Linked DNA regions of Mus musculus: region 2 is linked to region 1. A link is a contact called in public HiChIP or PLAC-seq data. All regions are on one chromosome and are shown on one strand. The core of a region is the stretch at or near the end of the contact, and the rest is flanking DNA. Distances in the headings are between cores, read along the strand shown.

The links. HiChIP or PLAC-seq counts read pairs in DNA pulled down with a chosen protein or histone mark.
Region 2: a contact with region 1 is called in an H3K27ac HiChIP or PLAC-seq map of embryonic fibroblasts, with 9 times the contacts expected there. The contact joins the promoter of Atp8b4 here to the enhancer-like site in region 1. A contact is called at or near these places in 8 of 39 promoter capture datasets (the 3T3-L1 cell line, cranial neural crest, embryonic stem cells and 5 more) and 1 of 115 datasets of contacts at active chromatin or transcription factors (embryonic fibroblasts).

What each region holds. Positions count from the first base shown.
Region 1 is chr2:125,938,406-125,945,611 of GRCm38.p6, reverse strand. The region is part of intron 7 of Galk2 (galactokinase 2); the gene reads right to left. Among named protein-coding and RNA genes, the nearest start is that of Galk2, 76 kb to the right of the region's middle. Within about 2 kb of position 4,366, at least 64 of the 459 cell types and tissues checked have an H3K27ac peak or open chromatin away from gene starts, as enhancers often do. A contact at or near this core is called in embryonic fibroblasts, where this site is marked.
Region 2 is chr2:126,487,215-126,493,930 of GRCm38.p6, reverse strand. It overlaps Atp8b4 (ATPase, class I, type 8B, member 4), which reads left to right and starts at 2,378. Exons shown (of 28, transcript NM_001080944.3): 1 at 2,378-2,450; 2 at 4,487-4,551. The coding sequence starts at 4,521.

The DNA.
Region 1 (7,206 bases), core at 3,117-5,616:
ATATGCCCCAGTACAGGGGAACGCCAGGGCCAAAAAGTGGGAGTGGGTGGGTAGGGGAGTGGGGGGGAGGGTATGGGGGACTTTTGGGATAGCATTGGAAATGTAAATGAGGAAAATACCTAATAAAATATAATAAATAAATAAATATTTACCTAATTAAAAAAAAGAATGTTAGTTGTCATCTGCTTTGCTCTTCCATTGTATTTATTTGCTTTTTTCTCCTTATTTAAAATCCTTCATTTATACAATGTATTTTGATGTTTTCCCCTCCACAAGCTCCTCCCAGATTCTTCCCACCTCCCTACCTATCCAAATTCAAAACACTCCACAATGAAAATAAAAATCAACACCATCACCAATAAGACAAAAACTGCCAAAGCAAAACAAAAACAAGTAAAACAAAAAAACTACACAAAAAACATGACATTTGTGTTGGCCAACTATTCCTGGTCATGGGGCCTGTTCTTGAATAGGGTTCATAAGCACCAGTGGGTATCAGTTACAGATTGCTTCTTGGTTAGCAGTTGAAAGCCTCTTTTCAATGCTGGGACCCTGTCTACCTTGAATCTGTGCAGGCCGTGTGCATGCTCTCAGCCCCTGTGAGGTCATGTGTGCATCAATCTGGAAGACTCTGTTTCCTTTGAGTCCTCCACCAGCTGGTTCTTACAATCTTTCTGCCTCCTCTTCCACTCAGATCCCTGAGCCTTAAAGGAGGGTTTGATGAAGACATCACATTTAAGATTGAGTCTGTCATTCTCTGCATACTGTCCAGTTATGGGTGTCTGTGTTAATTTGCATTTACTGCAAGATGAAAATTCTCTGATGTGGGCTGAGTGAAGCACTGATCTATGGATATAGCCGTATGCAATAAGGAGTCATTTTATTAGTGTGTTCCTTTAGCAGAGTAATGGTAGGTTTTCCCCTAGGCCGACGACCTATCTAGTGTTAGGTTCTTGGCACTTTTAGCAATAGCTGTGATAGGCTCTATCTCAAATGGAGAAGGCCTTAAATTTTCTCAAGTGGTGGGCTACTCCTGTAACATATGTGCAACTATTGCACCATTGTAGGTTGCAAGGTTTGAAAATGGGTGATATTGATGACTGCTTTTCTCCTCTGTAAGTGTTTAGAGCACCTTGTAGTACCATAAATACTACTTAGAAGAGGTGAATCTTCTAGTTGGGCACCAGAACACTACTTTGTCAAGTGTTGTATGGCATAAATGTCTTCAGAAATAGGGTCTTACAATCAGGTTGTAGAAAGCAAGCAATAGTGTTGGCAATAGGCAATGATGTTTAGGGAGGTTCCACAGTACCCCTTTAGTCAGGGACTCAACACAATGTAAGATATTCCTAGCACTGGAGGATTTATTTGGTGGCATACAATGTCTATTTGGGACACTGTCACCACTATTATTTGGTGGTCCACTTGGACTTCTTTTATATATGTTTATATGTTAGGAACTTTTATGGTAGTAGGTTTCCATATGGTTGTTCAAATGTCCTTTAGTGTTAGTTGTCCCTCCTCATGTTCCCTCCTTTACCATCCCCCCTCTTCCCTCCTCTTCTTCCCTCCTTTTATGCCCTCTTCCCCCCTCTTCCCTTCCTCTCCCTATTCAGCCCTCCCAGTCTTGATTCCTCTTTATCACTCCATAACACTATATTTTATTTCCTCTTCTCCATGGTCCCTTAATGGGTACCTGATCTCTGTGGTTATAGTACACATTCTGAAAGCTTAAAAGCTCATATCCACATATGAGGAAAAATATACAATATTTGTCTTTTGGAGTCTGAGTTACATCAACTCAAGATTATTTTTTTCTAGCTCAATCCATTTACCTGAAAATTTAATTTTTCTTAAAAGCTGACTAATACCTAGTTGTGTAAATGTAGCACATTTTCATCATCCATCAGTTGGTGGACATTAGGCTCTTATGGCTACAGCAGCAGGGAACACAAATAAGTCAGGGTCTCTGTAGTAGGCTACAGAGACCCTCAGGGTCAGTGCCCCAGAGTGCTGTGGCTGGTTCTTGAGGTACATCTATTTTTGGCTGAGGAATTGCACACTGATTCCCACACTGATGTACAAGTTTACAATCTCACCAAAAATGAATAGCTGTTCCTCTTGTCCCACAACCTTGCCAGCATGTGATGTCATTTGTTTTATTGACCTTGTCCATTCTGACTGAAGTAAGATAAAATCTCAGTTGTTTCAATCTGCACTTCTCTAATGGCCGAGGATGCTGAACATTTCTTTAAGTGTGTCTCAGCCATTTATGGCTCATCTTTTGAGAACTCTCTGCTTAGTTCTGTACCCCATTTTTAATTGTGTTATTTTCTTTTTTGTTGATTTTTTTTTACTTCTGTTTTTCTTCCTTTTAGAAAGGATGCAGGACTTACCAAAAGATGGTTTTAAGTTTGGTTAGAATTGCTCACTTCTAAAATGTTACTAGCTAAAGCTTTCAAACGTGTTAATCATATTTAAAAAAAAAAAAACAAAAACCAAAAAACCCTGGCTCATATACTTGAAACAGATGATTTTAAAGGAGAACTGGGAACAGAGACAATACAATTGTTTTGCTGTTCAATTATTTCACAGAACAGAGTATCATTTTTTTCTTTTCAGTTTTTGTTCCTCTTTTCTATTACTTTTATTGAGTTTGTTCTTTAACAATTTCACACATGTATAAAGTCTCTTCTGATCAGTGAAGCCCCAGCCTCTCTAATCTCCCTTCCAGTTCTATTAAACCTCCCCTGTCCCCACAAGTCCTTCTCCCATAATCATGTCTTTGTTTTTTCTTGTTTTGTTTTTGTCTTTGAGACTCAGAGTTTAACTAGGATCATCTGTGTGACCATGTGTGGGGAACTATTCATTGGAGCCTGGTGGGAGCCTCTGTGGGTACACACCTGAAAACAATGACTGTCTCTTCACCAGAAACCACCAGTAGCGACAGTTCAGCCTGAGGATGGGGCCCCATGAGTCCCTCCTAATCCATTAACTGATGACAGGCCCAGTCTTATAAAGGCCCACTGCAGACAGCCAAAGTTGCTCTGAGGTTATGACTTCCTTGGCCATGTCAAATGTCTTAGCCCTTCTTCTTTCCTTCTAGTTTCTATTTTCTTTCTACCTCCTTGAACAAAAATCTCTTATGCCATAGAAATATTGTTATAAATGTCCAGTTTAGGGCTGAGTACTCAATCTTTGCATATTCTTAATACCTTGAAAACCATGAGTCCCTGCAGAGAAGCATCTCTGCTTATGGCTGGAAATAACATTTATCTATAATTCCTCCTAAATGAATTTTTAGAAGGCATCTTGGTACCATAACAATTTAGCCAAACAAGAGCAAAAAGTTCACTCCTAGACCCTGACTTCCTCAGCCATAGAATTTTGGCCAGATTTACAGTACTAGGTATAAATTCCATCTTGTGGAGCAAGCCGCAAAGCCAATCAGAGAGTGATGGGTTACTCTCAGAACCGTTGTGCCACTAATACATCAGTGGGTACACCTTGTCTGACATGGTCAAAGAGTTCACAGCTGAGTAAGAGTGGAGTTCACAGCTAAGTAAGACTTGATGCTTATTGTGCCCCCAAACACTGCAAAGTAGTTTGTAGAGTAACTTCCAAGATTATGAAAGCTAGCAGGCAGGGAGTAAGCCTCAAGTTCAGCTAGATGACTGTGGATATTAAATTAAATTAATAAAATGAAAGGACAGCATGAAGTTGGGAGAGAGACAGGGAGACAGGATGGGGGCACTAGTTGGTAGTAGTGGATAGATACGATCAAAGTACATTGTATAAGTGTTATCACATTTTCAAAGACTGAATTTAAAAATATTACTAAAAAAAAGTGAGAGATAAAAAAAAGAAGAGGGAAGAAAAAGCACTTCCCTCTGATAGTTCCCATCTCCGCCTTTACTTGACCCAGTCACGTTGTCCTAGACACTTGGAAAAAACATCCTGCCCAGCAACTTGTGTGACCACTCTGCAAGGCATGCCTGCAGCCCACAGGCTGCTTCCAAAGGGAGCCTCTACACTGCTGTTCCCTGTGGGCAGAGGTACTAATTCACTCCAGCAATATCCCAGTTTGCTGTTAGACTGACGTCCATTTCACTTTCAGCTAATGGGTCTGCTGAGCCAAGTTGGTGTGCATTGCAATTAAAGAATGGAATCTCTCACGTGCTCACAACCACAGCTGCTTAACCAATGAGCTGCCGTGTTGCTGTGAGAGAGCAAAATGGGAAAGCCACTTAAGCCCTTGGAAATTTGGCTCAGGAATCAGAAAGATGACTTGCAGATGAGGAGAGAGTGGGTGAGATCACTTGCTCAGAGACAGAACCTAATGAGGGAGTGTGTCACTGCTGCCTTCGTGGCTGGCACACTTTGCATCTGGGAGGCAGGATTATGAGTCAGGGCTGCAGGTCATTTCCTCACAGTTTCCCACTGAGAAGCTTAGAGATAACAGTTCTTCAACATTCACTGCCCCCTTTCACCACAGCAAACATGACAGGTTCACATCACATACTGCTTCAGGGAGGATCCTGAGCAGGCAACAGTGCTTTGTCCCCAGTGATGTGAAAAGGTAGGAATAAGCAGGTTAAGACCCTGCATTGGTAAGGGGTCCCTCTAAGTAGGCCTTGAGGCAAGCCAATGAGGGACAGAATTTGTGCGTCTGGGGGGTCAACAGAGAAGTGTGAAGTGACACCCTTCAAAGACTGGGATGTGTAAACCTCAGCTGTGTCTGCCTGAAAGCAAGACAAAGAATGTTTCCCATTGTTCACAATCATCACTCATTGGGCTGCTCTCAGGGTATGAACTTCCCTAGTACTTACAGGATGTCCTAGCTGCAAACTAAAATACTAAGCACTCTCCTACATCAAGCAAACACTCTTGCTGATAATGGCCAGGGATCTGACAGAAGGCATGGGCACTGAAAGGATATGGAGCCCACTACAGGGGCACAGCTGTCAGAATTCACTTCTCCGGCTTCCTTATTACATTTAGTAGTACTAGCCAATCAATGGGGAAAGCATGGAGCATGTACTCCCATAATCCACTTTTGATCATATACCCAAAGGACTCTAACACGATATACTACAGAGATACCTTAACATCCATGTTTCCTGTCATACTTGTCACAATAATAAAGAAACGGGCCATGCTAAGATGTCCATAAGTAGAAGAATAGATAAGAAAATGTAGTACATATATGTAATGGACTTTTCTTCAAACATAAAGAAAAAATGAAGTCAACAGCATTCATAGGGGGAAGGATGGAGCTACAGAACACTATGTTAAACAAAACACCACACACAGAAAAACAAATGCATGTGTCCTCTTGTATGTAAAATACTGATTTAAATGTGCGCATACATGCTGAAAACTAGAAAGGGGATCATGGGAGGAGAGGAAGAAATTAAGTGGGGTAATGAATTATGTGCGACATGAAAGCAGAGGGGAGAATTATTTGAGGGGGAGGAAAGGAACCAGTAATATGGGGTAGGAAGAATGAGGAGCTGGAAGGAAGGAAGGAAGGAAGGAAGGAAGGAAGGAAGGAAGGGAGGGAGGGAGGGAGGGAGGGAGGGAGGAAGGAAGGAAGGGAGGGAGGGAGGGAGGGAGGGAGGGAGGGAGGGAGGAAAGAAGGAAGAAAGGAAGGCAGGCTGCCAAAAAGAAAAACAAAAAGTCAATCCCAGAAAGCACTGTTTTCTCAGTTGGGTGTAGTTTTCCTTCTTTGTTTCTGTTTTGAGACAGGATATCACTCTGTAGCTCTGGCTGTCCAGATTCATCACCCCAAGAACTGGGGTCACAGTTTACACCTGACTGTGTCTCTTCCTTTGTATCCCACCTCTCTGATGCTCTATGATCCACTTCGCTTCAACCAAATGATGTGTTTCTGCCACCAATGAACTGGTTCTTCAAAGCTCCTGCTATAGCATCAATGGCCTCCCTACTGCTTGCAAGGCCAGCGCAGCACTGAGGGCTTCCCCCTTTCCAGGTTCACTGCCCAGACCACCCCACCCGTCCCTCTGCCTCCTCACTGTAGCTTGAACTCCCTGTGTTCTGCCAATGACACTCACTAGAGTCCTGGCAAAGCATGCTCTACTGAATACACAGAATGAGTGAAATTGACCGCAGTCTTGAGTATCTGGGTTTTCTGCTCAGATTCAAGGAAATTGTCAAAGCCTCGAGAATACTGTGCCAATTTCTCAGCACATTCTACCACCAGTCAAAGAACCAGTTCCATACTGACCACAAACTGACAGGAGCTAAAGAACTTGGCTGAGTGGTGGCACCCAGCCAGACAGGCCTTCCAAAGAATCACACTATTTTTCTTGAAGTGTCATGACAGCTCTCTACCTCACTGCTTCTCATATTGCCACAAAGAGCTGAGGCTATGTAGCAAAGCAGCACTATACCCACCCTATTGCAGCCCCCCAAGCAAAGAGCTGAGGCTATGTATGTGGCAGAGCAGTGCTATAACCTCCCAGTGCGACCTCCCCCATAGTGGGTCTGCCCATAGTGTTGAGTATTGGCGTCACGTATTTTATCCCTCAATATAACAGACATACAATATTTCTGGAAAATTTTAAGCCATGAAATATGTATAAAATATGAAATATTTTGTACCCACTAAAGATTCCTGGTCATTTTGTTAATTTAAAAACATAAAAATGTGCTTCACTTAAAAGTATCATTTACGCAAGCAATGGTTATAAATCTCTATTGAGTTTGCTTCGAATGTTTTTCATTTTAGTTCAAATGCTCTACAAGACTCCAACTTTTAATGAATCTAAATCAATTAGTTTTTGAAAGCTGATGGTGAGAAAGAGTCAGAGGGGGAAAATTCAGAGTAGAAGGCAACTGTCAATATTAAAGCAAAATGAATAAAAATCACCTCGCCGCTTTGCTGTGCTTCCCTGTAATAACTAGGTATGAAAGAAACTCAGCCTCGCAAGAGTACTGTACAAAGACAGGGTGTACAAAAAGTGTGCGCTAGCCCTCACAACCCTGCTCTGTGGCTTTCTTTCTAACGTATCATTTTCAAAACTCTCCTGGTTAGCCATTCTCCACTGTCACACAAAGCAAGTCTCTCCAGGTTAAGCCAGCATCCTGGACATTTTTACCAGAAAGTCTACCTCCTTATTTAATGAAACCATTTCCAGATAAAAATGAAATTCATTTCTGTGCTGCCAACAATGGAGGAATGGA
Region 2 (6,716 bases), core at 1,129-3,628, 550 kb before region 1:
AAGTGACGGCAGTAGACTCTCTGAAAGTGTGTATGCTAGGTAGTCTGGTTTATGCAGTAGTGGATAAGAGATCCTGTGTCATTCAAGATGGAAGGCCAGCTCTAACATTAGAGGTTGCCTTCTGACATCCACATGTGCACCGTGGTACACTCTCACACTCATGTGTCTGAACACACACACACACACACACACACACATTTAAAAAAGCATGAGGGTATTTCATCTCTTTTGATGGCCCGGTCCTCCTATATACCGCTATCTCCTATCTCCTAAACACCCTAACCCAGGCGAGGAAGAGCATCAAAGGATGAGCACATTTTGGTGAGGAATAGGAAGAGTATTTATAGGAATTATTATATAGTATTAAAGGGAGTTTCATTTTCTTCAAGTTTGACTGACGTCTGCTGCACTGGCTGCAGTCTTCCATAGACTACGCCTGCTTGGGCAGTGTTCCAAGGGAAGGATTGGATTGGTGGAGATGGGCTTAAACGTGGATTCTTTCTGGCTTTGTTATAATTCTGTTTTAGAGATTAAAGCCCTCAAGTCAGGAACGACTGAGGAAAAAGTTTCTAGAAATCATTCGGTAGTTTAATTCCCACAGCAAGGGTGATGTCACATTCTGAGTTATGGAGCAGAGAGTATTTTTATAAAAGTAAAAATGCTTAGAGTTGAAATGGATATATTCACTATCTTCAAGATAAACGACTCGGAGACACTTTGGAAGGAGACAGTGAGAAGCTGAGAGTGAAAGTAGAAGGCTGTCAGGGAATGAAGAAAGTGCGTTCCTTTAAGCCTCATCTATGGGCAATCTTGCAAGTGAGAAGAACTTTCAGGAAGATGTAAAATAAGAGAAGAGGAAAGCTGTCCACATGCATGTGGTCCACGTGCTCTGCAGTCCACAGATGCTTTTAGCTCCATCCTTAACAATGGTTATCAGTTAGCACCACTCTCTCAGCATCTAATGAACCAGTAAAACAGAACCTGTCAGATTAGTCCCCAGGGACAATTCTCTTGTCTTAACAAGTTGGCTTAGACACCTTGATTAGTCGTTTTCTTCTGGCCAGATGGGGCACCAGATGTCATCCTCACGTTCTGTGTTCTCCCTCCTGACGCCATCCAACGTCTGCTCTGGCTCCTTTTGGTACCTGCCTCATGAAACAAAGAAGTAATTATGAAAAGGCTGTATGTGGTGGAAATATCTGTAATCCTAGCAACCAGGAAGCTGAGGCAGGGGGATTGCTGTGAGTTTGAGGCTAGTCTAGGATATATGGCAAGTGACAGACCTTCAGATCCTGTATCAAAACAGACAGACAGACAAACAAACAAACAAATAAACCAGAAAAAAAGTCCTGTGGGTGAGGACTGATTTGCCTATGTATTTTTTCAGAGGAAAGACTAACATAAAGAAATTTCTTTGTATTCTAAAAGCATTCTTTGATTGCTTCTGGGGTAGAGATAGTCGTTGACTTTAGCTGTGTACCCATCAGTGAGACCACCAGGCTGAAACAGATAGTTCCAAACCCATGGCTACACAAGTGCTCCTGGCTAAAATCAGAGAGTCTCCAAACAAAAAGAGGCATGACTGTGGGATTCAGGAGGGGAGCATGGTAGGAGTGAGCAGGAGATAGGGAAGGCTGTGGTGACCAAATGCACTACTTATGTGCTTATAATTGTCAAAGAACAAATTTAACTGACAAGAACACTCCTCCTGACAATCTCCTTTTAGCTGGAGGGCCCGAGGTTCTCCTCTAAGTTCTGGCTACTCTTCCCTTCTTTCCCATGCTCTTCAACTTGCTATGACATCAAATGTGCACTTATCCTGCTTGGTCCTAATCTGCTTTCAGGGTGTTTAGGAGATAGCCATATATGAAGGGACAGGGGCGGGCAAGAGAAATGAAATACTCCCAACCCTCAGGAGCCTCAAACAGATGATAGATCAAAGCCACTCTGGTGCTTGAGCCCTAGAAAGAATAATTGCTAAAAGGGGAGGGCCCTTCAGCATGTGTAGGTCCATGCTCCATTTCTTAGGGAAATAGAAAGCTTCGTTCATTCATGTTCAATAAACACACAGAATAGCACTGTGAGCCAGGCATGTGTCAGATATCAGGAACAAAACCATGGGCCAGATGAGGAGGTTCCCATGCCACTGAAGCTTGGGAAGTAATGAGAAGGCCAATGTAGTCCACAAATACAGTCTAGAGTGCCATCGACTCCGAGAGGAACAGTACCAGGGTTTGTGGGACACATAGGAAGTGGCTTGTGGAGGAAGTGCCATATGAGTTAATATGTGAGTTGAAGAGGGTGGGGCCGTGGTTACATGGCTATACTTATAGGGAAGATGACTCATGAAGGTCCCCAGATGGAAAAGAGTTAAGCTGAGCATTTCTGAAGTGCAGACACGAGGAGTGAACAGAGGATTGTGGAAAGTGAGGGAAGGAGGGAGAAACCAGGTAAGACCCATGAGCAGAAACAAGATGGTAGAGGTCTTAGCTGATGTGTTAAATCTTTCTTTCCTGAGGCTGATGTGAGGACTTCTGGGTTTCTTAGCAGGGTTATGACCTGATGCCATTCCACTTTAACGAGGATGTCTGTAGTTTTGATGTGGACACTGGTCTATAGCTTCCCAGGTCTGGACCAAGACAGGCCTATGAGCATAAGCACAGAGGAAGAATGGTGTGTGGTCAGCTGTAAGGTCCTAGATGATACCCACCGCCTAGGCAGGGATGCGGGCAGAGAGGAGGCTTTGGAGAGATGGTCTGGGCAGTCTTGGAACTGATAGCATGGAAGGTGTACAGGAGGGAACAGGGGGGTTTCTAATGTGTTATAATTACTCCTGATTCTAGTAGCACATGGCAACAATGACCAATCTTTGTGCTTAGACTCATCAGTTTTATTAATCTGGGCACTAGGAACGCCTAGATTCCTACTCTCAGCACCTCTTTTTTTGTCAGGCACCCCCCCCCCCCGGGAGGTAACAGGGAGACAAATGGATGGTTTCTGGCATTTTGGACACCAAGAGATCGGTATTAGAACCTTGGGGATTGATGCACTTCCCTTTAAACATCTTTTTTTTTTGTAACTGCTAAGCCAAACGTACTATTCTTCCCCTTATTTGGTGTCCGTGCGGCTGACCACACGGTACTTCTTTCAGTACACTCCATATGTTCTGCATGTAACTTCTCTGGGCAGGAAGCAGATACATCATTTCTGTTTCTAACCAACAGAATGCCGCCGATTCCATACGCCTGCTTGCTCTGCCACTTGTTTGCAATGCTTCATGTGCTCATTTCCACAGGTTGTGAATGTTGTGTGTAATCTGTTTGTGCATTGGCTCACTTTAGATCTTTGATAGGGTTTATCTCATAAAAAATTAGGCCACACACAGGAAAAAAAAGATAATAATGGTATTATTTTAGTGTGTTGGGTAGCAACTAAGAGAAGAACATATATATAGATAGGTGAGTAGAAAATTTTGGGTTGTGGTGAGTTGCAGCCTGGTTAGCAATTCCCAATTCCTAGTGTTTGTGATAAGTTAGAAAAGTTGATTAAAATTGTTTGCCAAATCCAGTGCACACATATGTGCTTATCAGGGGTTGCCATAAAGCCTTCACTGAGAAGTTCAAAAATTTCACTATGATGTAACATAGTCTGCTAAGAAAAACTGACAATAGACAAGTTAGCAGGGATGAGAAAACACTATGAGTTGTTGGTGACCAGCCAGTAATAATTCTGGATTCCAAGATGAAGACGCAAAGACAGATGCTGAGTCAACAATCCATTTTTGTGGGCTGTTTCACTGAAGCAGAGGGTGCCATATAGCCATTTGATTGGACAGAAATGGTCTGAGCCAACAAAAGATGATGTAGTAGAGGATGCCCACAAAATCTATCTGTCCAGATTCTTCTTGGCTCTCATTTGTGACATTTTCCCCCATTGGGGCATGGAACTGGACGCTTTAAGCAGTGGCATAGGGGGAATCTTAGGACCTATAATCCAAAAATATGTCAGAGAATTTCTTCTTGGACAGTGCTATGCAGCACTATGGTGGGGATGTTTAGGGAGAGCAATTTAGCTTTCATGGCTACATTTGAGGGAAAGGGTCTCTGGGTTCTCTGACCATCCCTAAGGAGGAGGAATTCTCACTTCTGAGACTTCTTTGAGCAGCAGGAAAGAGGAAAGGAAGGAGGTCAGAGGCAAGTGTTGCTTCGAGGCCTTCACTTTGAAGTATGTTTTTTTTCTGAATCCCAATATATTTGTAATACAAACATGCATTTTTTATGGCACAGAATTATTATTATCTGGTTTGATTTAAGTATTTTAATGTAGACTTATTGTTCTTTATTATGTCGCAACTTGTCATCTAAATTTGTGTAGAAAGACCATTGAGGAGGGTTAATATAAAGGTACTGAGCATCTTTCAAATACTAATCTCTCTCTCTCTCTCTCTCTCTCTCTCTCTCTCTCTCTCTCTCTTTCTCTCTCATAGGCTGACACCCATGACGTGGTGAAAACTCAGGGTGATGATGTTCTGCAATAAGAAGAAGCTACTTGGTAAGGCTTGAATTCTTTAGATGACACAAAACAATAGGAACTGTAATCTTATTTTATAATGGACGTTTGATTCATTCCGAAAACACACACACTGATTGGAAGTTAAAAAAGCTTCCACAATTGAGTATACCCGTGTACCTCTTGAGGGCTTATGAAACAAAATTCAGAAGTTTCTAACATCTCACTAAGTTCCTTTGTGTGTTGCTGTGGTTGCTCTCTGGGAATTCCCAGCCACCTTCTGATCTCTGTCAATTTTCTTAACTGTGGCTGCTTCCAACAAGACCTGGTGTTGCAAGCCTTTGTTATGTTAAGACCGTGGTCCAAAATCCAGGTCTAATTCTATCAATATTTGAAACAATTTCTGTGTACACATGAATGTAGACATGGAAAAAATGGGCAAAACTTTATACATTAAAATGAGGATGTGGGGGGAGAAAGAGAGGGTGGCAGGGAGACTAGTGCTTCATTGGGAGGGAAAGCACATCTAGAGTACTGGACTTGGTGAAGGAGGCCTGTACCTGCTGTCTCTCTGTTCTTGTACCTGGGTGGATCCACCAATAGTTTCTTAGTCACCTTTGCAGAATAGCATTCACCATCTCCACCCTCCCAACTGCCAAGCCTTTGTCATTGGTGAGGCAGGCTCATGCTTCAAATCTGACCTCACTGCATCATCTCCCTCTAGCTTTGCTTCCTTATGTGTAAAGCGAGGCTGGGAATGGCACGTACTTAATAGCATTGTTTTGAGGACTCCTGAAATAATGCCTGTGAAATACCCTAATTGTATCGAGATTTTAGCAAGTGCTCAAATCAGCTCTTGTTATTACTGTTATAGCAAACATTAAGTCTCCAGTCATGAATCATGTATAGAAAACAACATAACAGGGGCTAAAGATTGTATTTGTAATTTATAGTATCTAGTCCAGGTATACCAGAAGGATAAATTTGCTGTGAAGCTATAGCAGCCATAGAGGGAATAAAACTTCCAGTAAATTGAATTTTTTGACTCTTTGGGCTGGATGGACACATTTGCATTGGCTTATCAAAGAGAAAAACAAACCCCAACCCTTTAGCACCTGTTTGAATCACCTTACTTGCTTTTCAAACTCTTTTGTGAGGACACACACACACACACACACACACACACACACAATTGTGGGAAGATTTCTTTTTCTGGCTTTAATTCTCTTTACTTATCTATTTAAACGCCAGTTGATCCCAGAAGCCACCAGTCACTGCTGCAACCCAACAGGAGCACTCTGCTTGGGGCACATCTCTCAGTTGTATCAGGCTGTGTCCCCGAGTCAAATCAGAAACTCTGGAGGTTGGGCTCACTGATTTAAAGCTCTACCGCTCACCATCCTTCTCTGTGTTTAGATTAGGTTTCCAACCAACAAGATTTTGTTGAAAGAAAAAAAATTAAGGAAGAGAAAGGCTTAAGTGATTGATTTAGTTTGAGGGAATATTGTGAAAGTACCTCCCTAGAACTCCCCAAACCTAACAATCTCACCGCTTAAATAGATACTTCATGATTGGAGACATTCTTTGGTCTTTGGATGCACTCCAAACTAACGTAAGAATCTCAGCCTATGTTGTCAAGGTTTTACACAGGGTCCCCAGGTTCTCCGTGGTATGTCATTATTTAATGACTTCAGCAGAATACAACTAAGTGTCTGAACAATGTCTTGAAAATCACGTTGGCCAGAGGAAGAACGCACTGTAGGTAACTGACGGACTGTCGTGTTTATTCCATCTGTGTGCACTTGAGGGTCCTAGAAGGACCTCCCACTTCTCCATCTTATGATTGGTCTGAATGGTGTTCCTGCTCCCCTTAGAGCCTAAGGCTGAGTGTTTAAGATCTGCTCACAGACAAACTGGTTAAAAAGAGAGGTCTAACTGTCTTGCTTACTTTTGCTGGCTGGAAGTGAGAGAGAAGGAGTCTGTAAAAGAGCCCAGATTAGGAAGATAGTAACCATGGCCTTCAAGGACTGGCAGCAGGGTTGATGATCGATCATTAGCCAATTTTCACTGGAAATGTTTAGAAAATTACTTCAAGGCCATCTTGGGCGACAGTGATAGCAGCATTTGGATGACTCTCTTTTACCTCTTTTGTTTTTATTTATTAAAAAAAAAGACTTCTTGTATGCATTTTTTCTTGAGAATTTCAT